Regions from separate parts of the Sus scrofa genome. Here regions 1 and 3 are each linked to region 2. A link is a contact called in public promoter capture Hi-C data. All regions are on one chromosome and are shown on one strand. Each heading gives the region's core, a stretch centred on a gene start, on an enhancer-like site or on the middle of the called end of the contact. The rest is flanking DNA. Distances are from core to core; before and after follow the strand shown.

Region 1 (3,994 bases), core at 936-3,435, 790 kb after region 2:
TCTTGCTCTAGGTGAGTGTTTCTATGTCAAGCTCTCTCTTTTTTTATGGCTGACTCACAGTGTATGGAAGTTTCCAGGCCAGGGATTAAATCTCAGCTGGAGCTGTGACTTATGTATGTCTCCACTGCAACAATGCCACATCCTTATCCCACTGTGCTGGGCCAGGATCAAACCTGAAACTCCACAGCAGGTGACTCGAGCCACTGTAGTCAGATTCTTCTTCTGCCTTATTTATTTATTTATTTTTTAGCTGCATCTGCAACATATGAAAGTTCTTGGGCCAGGGATTGAAACTGCACCACAACAGTGACCTGAGCTGCCAGTGACAATGCTGGGTCCCTAACCCGATGAGCCGCAAGGGCACTCCTGCAGACGGATTCTTTTCTTTCTTTCTTTCTTTCTTTCTTTCTTTCTTTCTTTTTTTTTTTTTTTTTTTTTGTCTTTTTGCGGCCACACCTGCGGCATTTGGAAGTTCCCAGGCGAAGGGTCTAATCAGAGATATAGCCACTGGACTACACCACAGTCACAGCAACACGGGATCCGAGCCGCGTCTGCAACCTACACCACAGCTCAGGCAACACTGGATCCTTAACCCATGGAGCGAGGCCAGGGATTGAACCCATGTCCTCATGGATACTAGTCGGGTGCATTAACCACTGAGGCATGACCGGAACTCCTCTGTCTTGAGATCTTTTTCTGTTTCTGCCCCTCCCCACCCACCTTGGGCCTGGCATCTTGCTCTTCCATCTCTAACCTGCAGTGTGCATCTCTCTGCTTCTATCTCTAAGTGTGTGTGTCTGTATCTTTCTCTGCCTCCACCTGTTATCTGTCTCATTCTGTATTTTTTTCCCCCCTGTCATTCTGGGGGTCTCTGTCTCTGTGTATCTTATCAGTTTCTGCATCTCTTGCATTCACTGTATGTCCCAGGTCTCTCTCTCTCTTTCTCTCTCTCTCTTTCCCCCTCTCTCTGGTCTCCCGCGGCTGCCCCCACCTCCCTGCCTGTTTATTTTCTACCCTGCGTCTCCTGCCAAATCTCCCCATCTCAGGCTCCTCTTCCTCCTCAAGCCTCCGCAGCTCCCTGACCTCACCTCTGCTCTCTTGCCTCAGCCTCCCCGGCTCCTCCTCCTGCCTCCTCCCGCTCCCCCACTCTCTCTCCAAGTCTCTGCCTCCCCCTCCTGGTCAGCGGCCCACACCGCACTCCGGTCTCCCAGGGGATCCCCTAGCCGGGTTAAGGGAGCCCCTGGTGGAGGCTTGGGTGATGCATCCGGCGGGGGGCTGCAGGCGCTGTGCAGGCTCGCACCTGGGTCCCTGCGAGCTGGGGGATCCCGGATCCTTCAGGGCCAGTGGCCCTGAGCGTGGAGACACCCGAGGACTCTCCCAGCTCCACCTTAAGGGCCCCCCCCTTCCCCCTTCTGCGGAGGATGGAAACTGCCAGCTCTTGGGCCCCAGGTGTCCGGGCCACCCCCGCCCCCGTGGCCCCAGCGCGGCTGGGAGCTGGGGACGAGTCCCCCCCCCCAACAACCTCTCTATCCTGCCCCTGGGAGTACTCCCTCCACCACCACCCACACACACCAGCCCAGGGAGGGGTGCTCGCTGCTGTGAGAGCCCCCCCCAACAGAAAAATTAAATAACAGCAAGAGAGAGAAGGGGGGGAGGGAGAAGAGCGAGACAGAGAAACAGAAGAGGCAGGAGAGGAGGAGGTGGGGGGAGAGAGAGAGGGGGCAGCGGGAGGCCGAGAGGGAGAGAGTGAGGAGGAGAAGAAGGGGAGAAGGAAGAGGCAGGAGCAGAGGAGGGAGAGAGGGAGGAGGAGGAGGTGAGAGAAGCAGGATGGAGACATGGAGTTAGGAGGCTGGGGAGAGCTTAATGAAAAGAGAGCGAAGAGGGGGGTGTGGGTTAGAAGCCCAGGGGTAACCCGAGGGAAAAGCAGAAGGCAGAGGAGAGGAGTAGGAAGACCGGGAGACAGAGGGAGACTCGAGGGCTTGGGGAGAGAGGCGAGGAAGGAGACACGCCGAGAAGGAGCAGGGGAGTGGGTGGGGTAGGGGGGTCTCAGTCCCCGGCTGCCTCAGAAATTGGGAACTGGGGCTCCCCGTGTGGAGGAGAGGAAGGCTGCAAGTCCTTGGGGGGTCGGGGTTCCACAGAGAAGGGAAGGAGCTGGGGGGTTGGGGGTCAGGGCATTGGGATAGGGGTCGCCCCGAGGCTTCCCCGGGATGGGGGGTGCAGCTCGTCTGAGCGCCCCTCGAGCGCTGGTACTCTGGGCAGTACTGGGGGCGGCAGGTAAGGCCTGGGGGGGTCGGGGCAGGAGCCCCTCAGGGAGGGGTGGGGGTGGGGTGTCCAGGAGAGGGTTTCAAGCCGCTGTCTCCCCAGCTCACATCGGACCCGCACCTGACCCAGAGGACTGGTGGAGCTACAAGGATAATCTCCAGGGAAACTTCGTGCCAGGTGCAGCCAGGGCGGGGACCCAGGCGTCTGGGCAGCCAGGCTTTCCTCCTGAGACCCCGGAGTCCGCTCCTCCCCTGCCCCCCCCCGCCCCCCCCCCCATCCCCAGGACCCAGGAGTCCTAGCCCCTTCCTTCCTCCCTCCGGAGGCCCAGCCTCTGACCCCGGGTGGCTCAGCATGGGACATTATACATGCGCATTTCGAGTCGGGAGTGGGAGTGAGTGGAAGGCAAGGGAGTGTGGGGGTGGAAGAGTGTGTGTGTGCTTGCTGGGAAAGACCAGGTAGGTCCTGGCTCGTACTGAGAACCAGAGGTTCGGGGCCCGGTTCTCCACCTGGTCCAGCCCTCTCTTGCAACTCCTTCTCCCCAGTACATTCATCAACCAGCTGTGGGATAAGGGAGACTGAAGAACTACAACTCCCATGGGCTCTGGGGCAAGCAGGCAGGGGATGGGTAGGCTGGCCACCTCACAGACTGCTGGGAGTTGTAGTTTCTTCCCCAAAGACCATTGATGATAGGTTTGATCAAAGAGAGGCTTGGAGGTGTTGGGGGTAGGGGGGCGGTATAGGAAACTCCTCTAAGAGTCTTCTAGGACCCAGGACTCTGCATTTCAGCCACCTCCTCCCTCAAAGTCAGGAAACCACAGCCTTCCCAGCAGATCCCAGCACTGAGATCTAGTCCCTACTTCTGACTCCCTTTCCTCCCTGCCCCACCTCTGCTCCCAGGGCCTCCCTTCTGGGGCCTGGTGAACGCAGCCTGGAGTCTGTGTGCTGTGGGGAAGCGGCAGAGCCCTGTGGATGTGGAGCTGAAGAGGGTCCTTTACGACCCCTTTCTGCCCCCACTGAGACTCAGCACTGGGGGAGAGAAGGTAAGTGGCCTGTTGGGAGGGGTTACCAAACCCCACTGGGCTTGAGTTGGGGTCGGGGGTGGGGCATGAGCTGGGAGGCTAGCCTGGGGGAAGGAGCCCTACACTGAGCAGAGAGGAGGCGCTGTCCACCCTTAAATGGATCCCTGATTCTTCCCTCTCCAAACATGGCCTCCTAGTCTTTCCATCTCTTGGAAGCAATGGTAAGACAGACCATCTCCCGTGCCAGGCACTGTTTTCGAACCTGATAAATCGTCTCATCTTCACAACTCCATGAAATAGATGCTATTGTTATTCTTATTTTAGGGATGCAGAAACTGAGGCACAGAGAGGTGAAGTCACTTGCCTGAGGTCACACAGCTAGAGAGTGCCAAGGCTGGGATTCAGACCTAGGCAGTGTGGTCCCAGAATCCATGCTCTTCCCTCCACTGCAATACTGTTTCTTATAAGAGCTGGCACCACCCTTCACTCAGTGGCCCCAGCCAAGTCTCCGAGCTCTTCCCCCTCCCATTTCCTCCCTCACTCCCACTTGCTACCGGTGCCCTTTCTAGCCTACCTGCTAAATAGCATTTCACTTCTGGTCTCTCCACTGCCATCATCTTGCACCTGGATTGATGCCATAGAATCCCTGCTGGCCTGCTTCTCTGCCTCCTGCAATCCATTCTCCATCCCACAGCTAGAGAGATGTTTAAAAA
Region 2 (4,528 bases), core at 906-3,405:
AAGTGTGCCACAACCTCAGGACCTTTGAATGCACCGGTTCCCTGCTGGGACCCCTCTTTCCTCCAGAATTTGCAGGGCTCACTCCCTTGAGGTCCTGGCCCCCTTCCCCCACTCCCCTTCCCTATTTTTTGTCACAGCTCTAGTCATCAGCTGACACTGTGGTTCTCTATTTTTTACCTCCCTCATGGCATGGGTGCTCCCAGGGGCAGGAAGCTTTGTGCACTCTTGAAGCCCCCCCACCCCCACCCCGGAACACTGTCTGGCACCCCGAGTGATCAAAAAGCGTGTGTCAAATGAATGAATGAACCTTCAGAGGCAGGATGCTTTTATCAATGGAGTCGGCACAACAAGAAAACAGCTTCCCAGAGGCTGAATAACTTGCCAAGGGTCACAGGGTAGCTCTCAGAGGCAATATACTGGGCTCCTAACAACTGCCCCCCCAACCCCCAACCCCTCAAAGCTCCGCCCCTTTCATAACACCCCTGCCTGTCTCTCTGCCACCTGATACCAGTTTCCACACCTCCTGTTTACTGAGCACCTACTATGTGCCAGATCCTTCCATACCTACTAAACTCTCAAATCATCACTGGACACCCAGCAGAGGCCACTCCTCAGATCCAGCCAAATAACCAGAAGAAAAGCCAAGATCTATCTAGAGCCTGGGATGTGTGAAAAGGCCTCACTCACATATGGCGTCACAACAGCCTCATCAGGAAGGTGCCATCAGCAGTCCCTCCTGACAGAGGAGGAAACAGAGTCCCTCAATTCAAGGTCACAGGGCTAGGAAGCGTCAGCGCTCCGACACCAACTCAAGCCTGGCTGACCCCAGAGCCCGTGCGGATACAGCCTCTGAAGCTCTTGGCAGCTCTAAACGCCAACACCCGCTCCCAGGAGCTGGGCGCTGACTTGGCACCAGGCCTCCCATAGTCACGACCATCCTTCCTGCTGGTGATCACTGTCCCCGTATTGATGTGGTCAGATGGGAGAGGGCTCCAGATTCAGGCCTGTCCTGCTCCCTGACCCATGACCCTGCTCTGGGACCAGGCTTCCTCCATCCCCCACTTCCCAGATCTCTTCCTCACAAATTCCTAAGGCCCCTAACCCCTTCTTTGAAATAGGGGTTCTCCTGCTTCTGGCACATCCTCTAAGCCCCCACATTGTAATATCCTCTCCTTTCCAAGCCCCCCAGGCCCCTGTCTCAGGCTCTCCAAAGACTCCACCTGCAGGAAGCGCCTCGAAGTAACCCCTCTTGTTCCTTCTCCATTGACCTCCGTGTTTCCTAAGAAATCTTCCATCCTGGAGCCCCTCTATCCCTCACCAGGGTCCCGCTATAGTCCCCCACCTTCCCATCCCTCCTCCCCAAACCCCTGGGACTTTCTATCACTCTAAAGTCCTCTCTATAAACTATAAACGAGCTGGGCACCTCGGTGACCTATCTAGCCCCTTCCCCTCTATGACACCCCCTCACCCAAGCTCTCAAGCCTGGCTTCCTGTGTTTCAGGTCTCCCCGTTCCCACTGGCCCCCTCCCACTCTATCGCTCCACAGGGTACCCCCAACCACCCAGCCATGCACCTCCTTTCTTTTCTGTCTACATCAGGGATTTCTCTGACCCCATGGCTAATGCGATCTCCTAGCTTTCTTTCATCCCCAGGGGACGCCTCTACGCCCCATCTCCGGGACTTTACTAGCGTCCTTTTCATTAAGACCCTCCCGGACGCCTCTAGCCACTCCGTGTCGTCACCTGAAGAGGCACAGTAAGACACTCTAAGACCCTCCATTACCCCCACCCTAAAGTTCCCCCCGCGGCCTCTCTATCCTCTCACTCTACGACCCCAATGGACTTCTATCCCCTAGGCCCTTCTGTAACCCCCGAGCCCCTCAATTCCACGCTTCCCCCGCCCAGGGTCCCCCGGCCGCGCTCTCACAGTTCCGGATGTCGGAGATGAACACCGCGAGCCCCCGCATCCCATCGCCCTTGGACACGGCCGGCATGATGGCGGTGGTGTCGGCTCCAGGCCTGGCCGGGCAGGGCACAGCGCAGCGGGGGCTGGCAGGCGGGGACCTGAAGGAAAGGACCCCAAGCAGCGCCGAGGAGCCTAGCCGGCCAAGGGGGAGGGCGGGCTGGCGGGCGGGCGGGCGGGCAGGCAGGCCGCGTCTCCGCCCCCGGTCCCTCCCCTCCCAGCCGCCATCCTGAGCTCTCAGCTGCCCATTGGCTCGAATTACTGCCGTTCAGGCGCGGGTTCATCCCCACTCCCTCTCTCATTGGTGGCAGGACAAAGGTACGCCGTTACGATTGGTCCAGCACCCCCGTATTTCCGTTCGGGAGAGCGGGGTCGGGGCGTTGCTCGAGAGACGGGCGGAGTTAGGTTACGTACAGTTGGACCGCCCCCTCCGCGCGGCCGGGGCCAATACTGATTGGATCCGGTCGCTCTCCTAGAAGGGAGGGATTGACGTGAGGGAGGGCGGGGGGAGCGGGCTTGAGGAGGCGGGACTTGTGGTGACTGAGGCCAATAGATGGGCAGATCGCCCCCGCAGGCGTTGGGGATTTGCCCGACCTGTCCTACTCCCCCCCCGATTGGGCTGTTATGGGGGCGGGAGGAGAGCCACGATCCGTAGAGAACGAAGGAGAACGGGGGTTGTCGCTCAGCTGGGCTGGGATAGGTGGAGCAGCGCCTGCAATTCCCTGCTGCAGAGAAGGGGTTGGGAGGGGCAGGAGAGCGTGAGGTGTTTACTGCGCAAGCGTCGTTCTGATCCTCTTTCTCCCTACTCTTCACCACGCATTACTCCTTAAATCTTCCCGGAAGACGTTCCTTACCCCTTGTCTAGCGGCCAAGATGTTGGGACCTAATTTGTCCGGAGACCGAGTGTCTCAGAGCGGAGGAAACACTAATTCAAGTCTAGTCGCATTAAGCAGAGGTTAAAACTGAGGTCCAGAGAGGTTGAATGACTTGCCCAAGGTCACACAGCTCAGAAACGGCAGAGCCTGGGTTTAAAGTATATTTTGGCATTTAACCACTTGTTTTGCTTTTTAGGGCCGCACTTGTGGCATAGGGAAGTTCCTAGGCTAGGGGTGGATTCAGAGCTGGAGCTGCCAGCCTACACCACAGTGATGGAGGATCCAGGGGCCCTCTGTGACCTACACCACAGTTCCCAGCAATGCCAGATCCTTAACCCACTGAGCGAGGCCAGGGATGGAACCTGCATCCTCACGGATACTAGTTGTGTTGTGTGTGTGTGTGTGTGTGTGTGTGTTTAGAGCCGCACTGGCAGCATATGGAGGTTCCCAGGCTAGGGGTCGAATCAGAGCTACAGCTGCCAGCCTACACCACAGCCGCAGCAATGTCAGAGCTGAACGCATCTGCAGCCTACACCACAGCTCACGGCAACACCGGATCCTTAACCCCCTGAGCAAAGCCAGGAATCGAACCTGCAACCTTATGGTTCCTAATCGGATTCGTTTCCGCTGCGCCACGATGGGAACTCCAATAGTTGTGTTCGTAACCTGCTGAGCCACAGTGGGAACTCTGACATTTAACTGTTTTCCAATTATGCAATGCCTTTTTTCTTTTCTTTGCAACCACACCACCAGTAAACACACCAAATCAAAACTGTGAGTCTCTCCACCAAACTTGGAGCTCCTCAACCAGAAGGGGACTGACGAACGTTGCTAAAAGGAATGGGGGGATCTGCTATGTTTGGCCCAACCACCACCCCTTGGCGCCCCGGAGACTTTCTTTGGTTGACAGGCTTTTGGGAAGGCAAAGCCTCCCGGAACTCTAACACCCTGGGCTATTGAGAAATTTGGGGCAAAGGGAACTGGAAGAGTCCATTCTGTCACCTCGAGGAACTCAGCCCTGCCAGCCTCTTCCAACCTCAGAACTCGAGTATTCTTGGAATGAGCCTTGGGAGAGAGTCCTGCATGCTGGGAACATCCACTCTGAATCCTGGGGGGATGGGGAGAGCGAGAAGAGCCCACCTTCCAGGTTCGGTGGATCTGGCCATTCGGGTTTCCAGGAATGGGGCTTGGGAAAGTCTATTCTGGATTCTAGGAGGACAAATATTGCTCAGATGTTTCAGTGAGCAAGGACAGTCCATTCCTAATATGGGCGTGTGGGGTGCGTGTGGCGGGGGTGCTGTCTGCCTTTAAAGAACATTAAAAACAGCAACAAGGAGTTCCCATTGCAGCTCAGCGGTAATGAAACTGATTAGTATCCATGAGGATGTGGGGTCCAGCCCTGGTCCCATTCAGTGGGTTAAGGATCCAGTGTTGCCATGAGCTGTGGTGTAGGTCACAGACATGGCTCAGATCTGGTGTGGCAGTGGCTGTGGCACAGGCCGGCAGCTACAGCTCTGATTTGACTCCTAACCTGGGAACTTCCATAAGCCGAGGGTGTGGCCCTAAAAAGACCAAGAGAGAAAAAAAGCAACAACAAATTCTTGGACTAGGAGTTGGGAAAATTTCTTTTTAGGGAAGATGCATCACAAGGGACTGGAGGAGTCCTTTCATTATGAGGGAGGAAGAAGTTT
Region 3 (4,040 bases), core at 267-2,766, 600 kb after region 2:
GCCTGGAATATTCTTCCACACTCTTCAGATCTCACCCCAAGTGACCATACCTTCACCTTGACCATCACTCCTGGTGTCCATTCTCAGAGGGCCCAGCTATTTGCCTTCCCAGCGAGCTAGGGTGGTCTGTGAGGGCATGGGGCACTGTGCCTGGCTCAGAGAAGGTGCTCAAGAAATGTGTGGAAAGAATGAAGGGAGAGAGGATACCAGCTTCCCGTCTGTGTCTGCAACGATTTCACAGAGCAAAGGTCTCACTAGTTGGGTGGGGACCTGCCACCCAAGAGCATGGCACGATCTGTTCCAGAGATAGTGATGTGCCCATTCCTAGTGGCAGCTATAGGAGTCACAAGTGAGGGTACTGGCCTTGAGGATCTTTAAAGTTCCAAATTCCCTAAGACCAAAGGTTTCACACTGTTTAATAAACACACGTTGGAATAAATGAGCAGTGTACATGCCCATCATAATTTAAACTACAACTCCCATGAGTACCATGAGGCCAGTTAGCTAACACCACCTGCTCAAGGTGCTATTGGGAAATGTAGTTCTCCCCCCTCCCCATTCCTTCTTGAGGGGAGGGCGTCTTAAAAGAGCGGAGAGGTTTTTTTTACTAAGGGTGATGCAGATTTTTCACCTAAAATCTAAACTGATTTTCTAAGTCAGGGACTTAGGCATCTCACACAGACACACACACAACCGCCCCCATGTTTTTCACCACGTCAAAGCCCTGGGACTGCAAAGAGTGGCTGGGAAACTCCAAGCCGCATCCGTAGCCACCCAGAGGCCACGGTGGGGGAGCGAGAATTGTAGTACCACTGCAAACACCTGGCTGGCAAGCAGGGCAGGGCCACTCACGGGGCTCTCGGTCGCGGGATTCTCCTCCTTGGACGCCCCCCGGTCCAGGGGCACGGCCAGAACAGCGTGCAGCAGCAGCAGAGGTGGCAGGAGTAGGAGGGCTGTAAGGGTCCCATAGGGTGGCATGGCTGCGTGGTCTGCGGGGAACGGAGAGGTGGAAAATGTCTGTCCCAAGCCTCCTCCTCCCCTAGACCCGGGAGTCTGGACCCCCAGCGCCGCTCCCTGCCTTCCTTCCAAGAGTCAAGACTCAAAGCTTCTCCTTTCCTCGGACCCAGGATTCCGAGGTCCCAGCCTTCCCCTCCTCAGACCCAGGCGTCCTGGCTTCCGGCATCCTCTTCGCTGAGACTCAGGAGTTTGGGATCTCAATCCCCTTTCCCCAGACCCAAAGGTCCAGGCCCCCAGCCTCCTCTCTTCCCAGGATCTAGAGGCACTGGTGCCCAGCCCGTCTTCCTCCGAAACTCTGGTCCCCCGCCTCCCTTGTCCCCAAGACCCAAGAAAGCGTCTAGGATCCTTCAAGCCCCTCACCTCTCCTTCGCTGCAGAGGGCGTTTTCCCGAGCCAGGACCTCCGGTGCGTTCTTGGTGATTTCCCCCCTAGGCCGTGCCCACTTTCCCGCAGAGGACCCGCCCTCAGCAGCCTGATTGGTCCACGCTGGCGCCAGGTTCCCGGGGGCAGCTGTCTAGCGGCCCCGCCCCTGTGGAAGTCGCTGGCCTTTTCTCGAAAGCCTAGGCTTCTGGCTCGGAAGCCCTACCTCTTGACGTCACATTTCCTGCTTTTTAGGCCAAAGAACGGAGATTTTCAAAGAGAACTACAACGCCCTGCGGGCGGGACGAAAAGGAGTCCACTTTGGCGGACATTTTGGCCCCTCTGCCTCATGGGAGTTGTAGTTTTCTCATTTATTTTCTCCCCGAGAATTGGCTGTAAATTACAGATAGGTAGTAACTGGCAGAGGTCACGTTGTACGTTTCTTTTCTAAGAGAGGCGCGTAGAGCGAGTCTGCGACACAACCTCTGTCAGGTCCCTTTAAGGAACACCTGCATGCGTTTCCAATTCAGAACCCCTGGCGCAGGGTTGCCTAGTTGCAGCAAAGACCCAGAGTCATTGCTTTGTTAGAAGTGGAGGGTGGGGAGCCAGGAGGGAAGGGATTAGGGCAGGTCTCAGTGGGAATCCCCCTCCCACCTCCTGAGCCCTCTTTTTTCCCCTGCTTACTTCCTAGAGACCCAGAGATTAGCTCCATTAGCTCCCCGGCTCCCAAAGACAGGGTCAGGTATGTTCAGAAATTTGCCTGAGGGGCAAGACGCTGAAGTGCAAAAGTGAAAAGCCTCACCAGGCAGGAGAGGAACAGAGGGAGTCTCCAGGATCCCAGGCAGGTGGGTGCAGGGGGTCTGGGGTCACTGGGGGTGGGGTGTTTCGAGCCAAAGAGTCCTGAGTTCCCATGCCCGGGTATAGGAGATAGTTATTTGGGGAAGAGAAAACTGGAATCCTGGGTTGCTGATAGTGATGACAGCTGGAATCAGGCTGCCGGGTCCCTAACAAATGTTGGTGCTGGACTTGTGGCTACCTGGGTCCAGGAGAAAATTTAAAATTTAAGATCAGGTGTTGGAAGACAGAGTTGGGATGTTGGGTCTGACTGCTTGTTTTGCTTCTCCAGAATGTCTCAGGAGAATAGTACATGGAAGAGAAAGTAAGTGGGAAAATGGAATGGACAGGGGTGGAGATGGGGGTGCAAGAGGGAACTCAGAGTTTGAGCATGCCCACACCCACTCAGCTCTTCACCAGCCTTGCAGGAAGGAGCTAGGGGCCTGGACTTCTGGGTCCTACCTAAAGGGAGGGAGCTACAGATGAAGCCTCCTGGGTCTGAGAGAGGAAGTGGGGGGGCTTGGAGCCCAGAGACAGGAGGGGCCTGGGATGTCTGAGTCCTGGATTCTAGACAGGTCAGTGCTTCAAGAAAGAGCTTCAGAACTGGTGGGGGCCGTTGTGGCTCAGTGGAAAGGAATCTGAATAGTATTCAGGAGGATGCTGATTCAACCCCTAGTCTGAGAACCTCCATATGCTGCGGGTGTGGCCCTGGGAAAAAAAAAAAAAAAAAAAGCCTGGTGCAGCAGGCTCAGGTTCTGCCTCTTCTGTGACCTCACAAGTGTTCAGAATCTTAGGCTGGGCAGGGGGAAGGACGGGAGGGGCTCTTGGGAAACTGAGGTGCCCTGCTTGCCATCACCATAAGCCTGCACCTCTCTCAGGGCCCTGGGTGATGAGCTTGCTGCCCTGAGGCTGCAGAAGCTGGAACAGCAGGTACGGTACTGAGGAATCCTGCCACCCTCACTCTTCCAACCTCCGTACACCCCCAGGAGCTCCATCCCCAGGACTTGCTCTGGAACTCCTGGTCCTTGTTGGTTTTCTCAGAGCCTCAAGTTTTGCAAGTGGAAATGAGAAAACAGGAATTTGGGATCTTAAAGAAGCAAACCTTGGTGATGAGACTCCAACATTTCTAAAGAACAAGGATTCTGGAGAGCAGGACTCCTGGGGGAGGAGGGGACTGGATGTCAGTCCTCCTGGATCTAGAAAGAAGTTACTGAGAGTTTGAGGGCCTGGACTTCTGGAACTTTCCCACCCATGCAGGCCTCCCGTTGCCCCAGGCCCCCTTCACCCCTGTCTTCCGGTCGGGTTCCTGGCCCCCATGTACCCTTTTCCCGCTCCAGCAGTGGTGGCTGTTTGAGAAGAAGCAGCGACGGAAGCGCCTAGAGCCCGTCATGGTTCAGGCCAATCCTGATGCTGCCCTGCGGCCCCGGCGACCGTGGCGGCGGGAAGAGCGCCACTTAGGCCGCAGAGGTGAGGAAAGGTTCCCAGGGCCTCCGAGGAGCCTAGGCCTGGGAGGGAGGGGTCTGTGGCAGTGTGGGGGCGGGGCCCAGAGGGCTTTGTGATGAGGGGCCTGCTGGCGCCCTGGAGCGGGGACTTGGTCGAGCGCAGGGGCGGGGCCTGACGGAACCTTTGGGCGGAGCCTAGGAGGGCCAGTGCGCAGGGCCTGTAGGGGCCCAGGGGTGACGTTTTCCTGGGCTAGGATATCTAACGCGTGCCGTTCCTCGAGAGTTTGGGGGCGGGGCCGTGGAGAGTGCTGGTGTTAGGGTCCGGTGCATCCGGAGGGTGGGGCCTGAAACAATCCTGTGATTGGCCTGTTAGAGCTCTGGGGTGGAG

What was found. Promoter capture Hi-C pulls out the DNA fragments that hold promoters and counts their contacts.
Region 1: a contact with region 2 is called in a promoter capture Hi-C map of liver, with 4 times the contacts expected there. The contact joins the promoter of CA11 here to the promoter of AP2A1 in region 2. A contact is called at or near these places in 1 of 5 promoter capture datasets (liver) and 1 of 47 Hi-C or Micro-C datasets (liver).
Region 3: a promoter capture Hi-C map of liver shows a contact between it and region 2, with 2.7 times the contacts expected there. The contact joins the promoter of NUCB1 here to the promoter of AP2A1 in region 2. A contact is called at or near these places in 1 of 5 promoter capture datasets (liver) and 1 of 2 datasets of contacts at active chromatin or transcription factors (alveolar macrophages).

The regions. Positions count from the first base shown.
Region 1 is chr6:53,996,835-54,000,828 of Sscrofa11.1, reverse strand. CA11 (carbonic anhydrase 11) reads left to right here and starts at 2,185. Exons shown (of 9, transcript NM_001004038.1): 1 at 2,185-2,274; 2 at 2,365-2,439; 3 at 3,160-3,302. The coding sequence starts at 2,208. LOC110261016 (a long non-coding RNA gene) reads right to left here. Exons shown (of 3, transcript XR_002344719.1): 2 at 3,856-3,975.
Region 2 is chr6:54,784,164-54,788,691 of Sscrofa11.1, reverse strand. AP2A1 (AP-2 complex subunit alpha-1) reads right to left here and starts at 2,155. Exons shown (of 23, transcript XM_021094760.1): 1 at 1,927-2,155. The coding sequence starts at 1,993. It overlaps TSKS (testis-specific serine kinase substrate), which reads left to right and starts at 3,481. Exons shown (of 11, transcript XM_021094752.1): 1 at 3,481-3,984.
Region 3 is chr6:54,184,630-54,188,669 of Sscrofa11.1, reverse strand. It overlaps NUCB1 (nucleobindin 1), which reads right to left and starts at 1,516. Exons shown (of 13, transcript NM_001244488.1): 1 at 1,378-1,516; 2 at 853-989. The coding sequence starts at 978. TULP2 (tubby-related protein 2) reads left to right here and starts at 3,172. Exons shown (of 10, transcript XM_021094706.1): 1 at 3,172-3,677. The coding sequence starts at 3,599.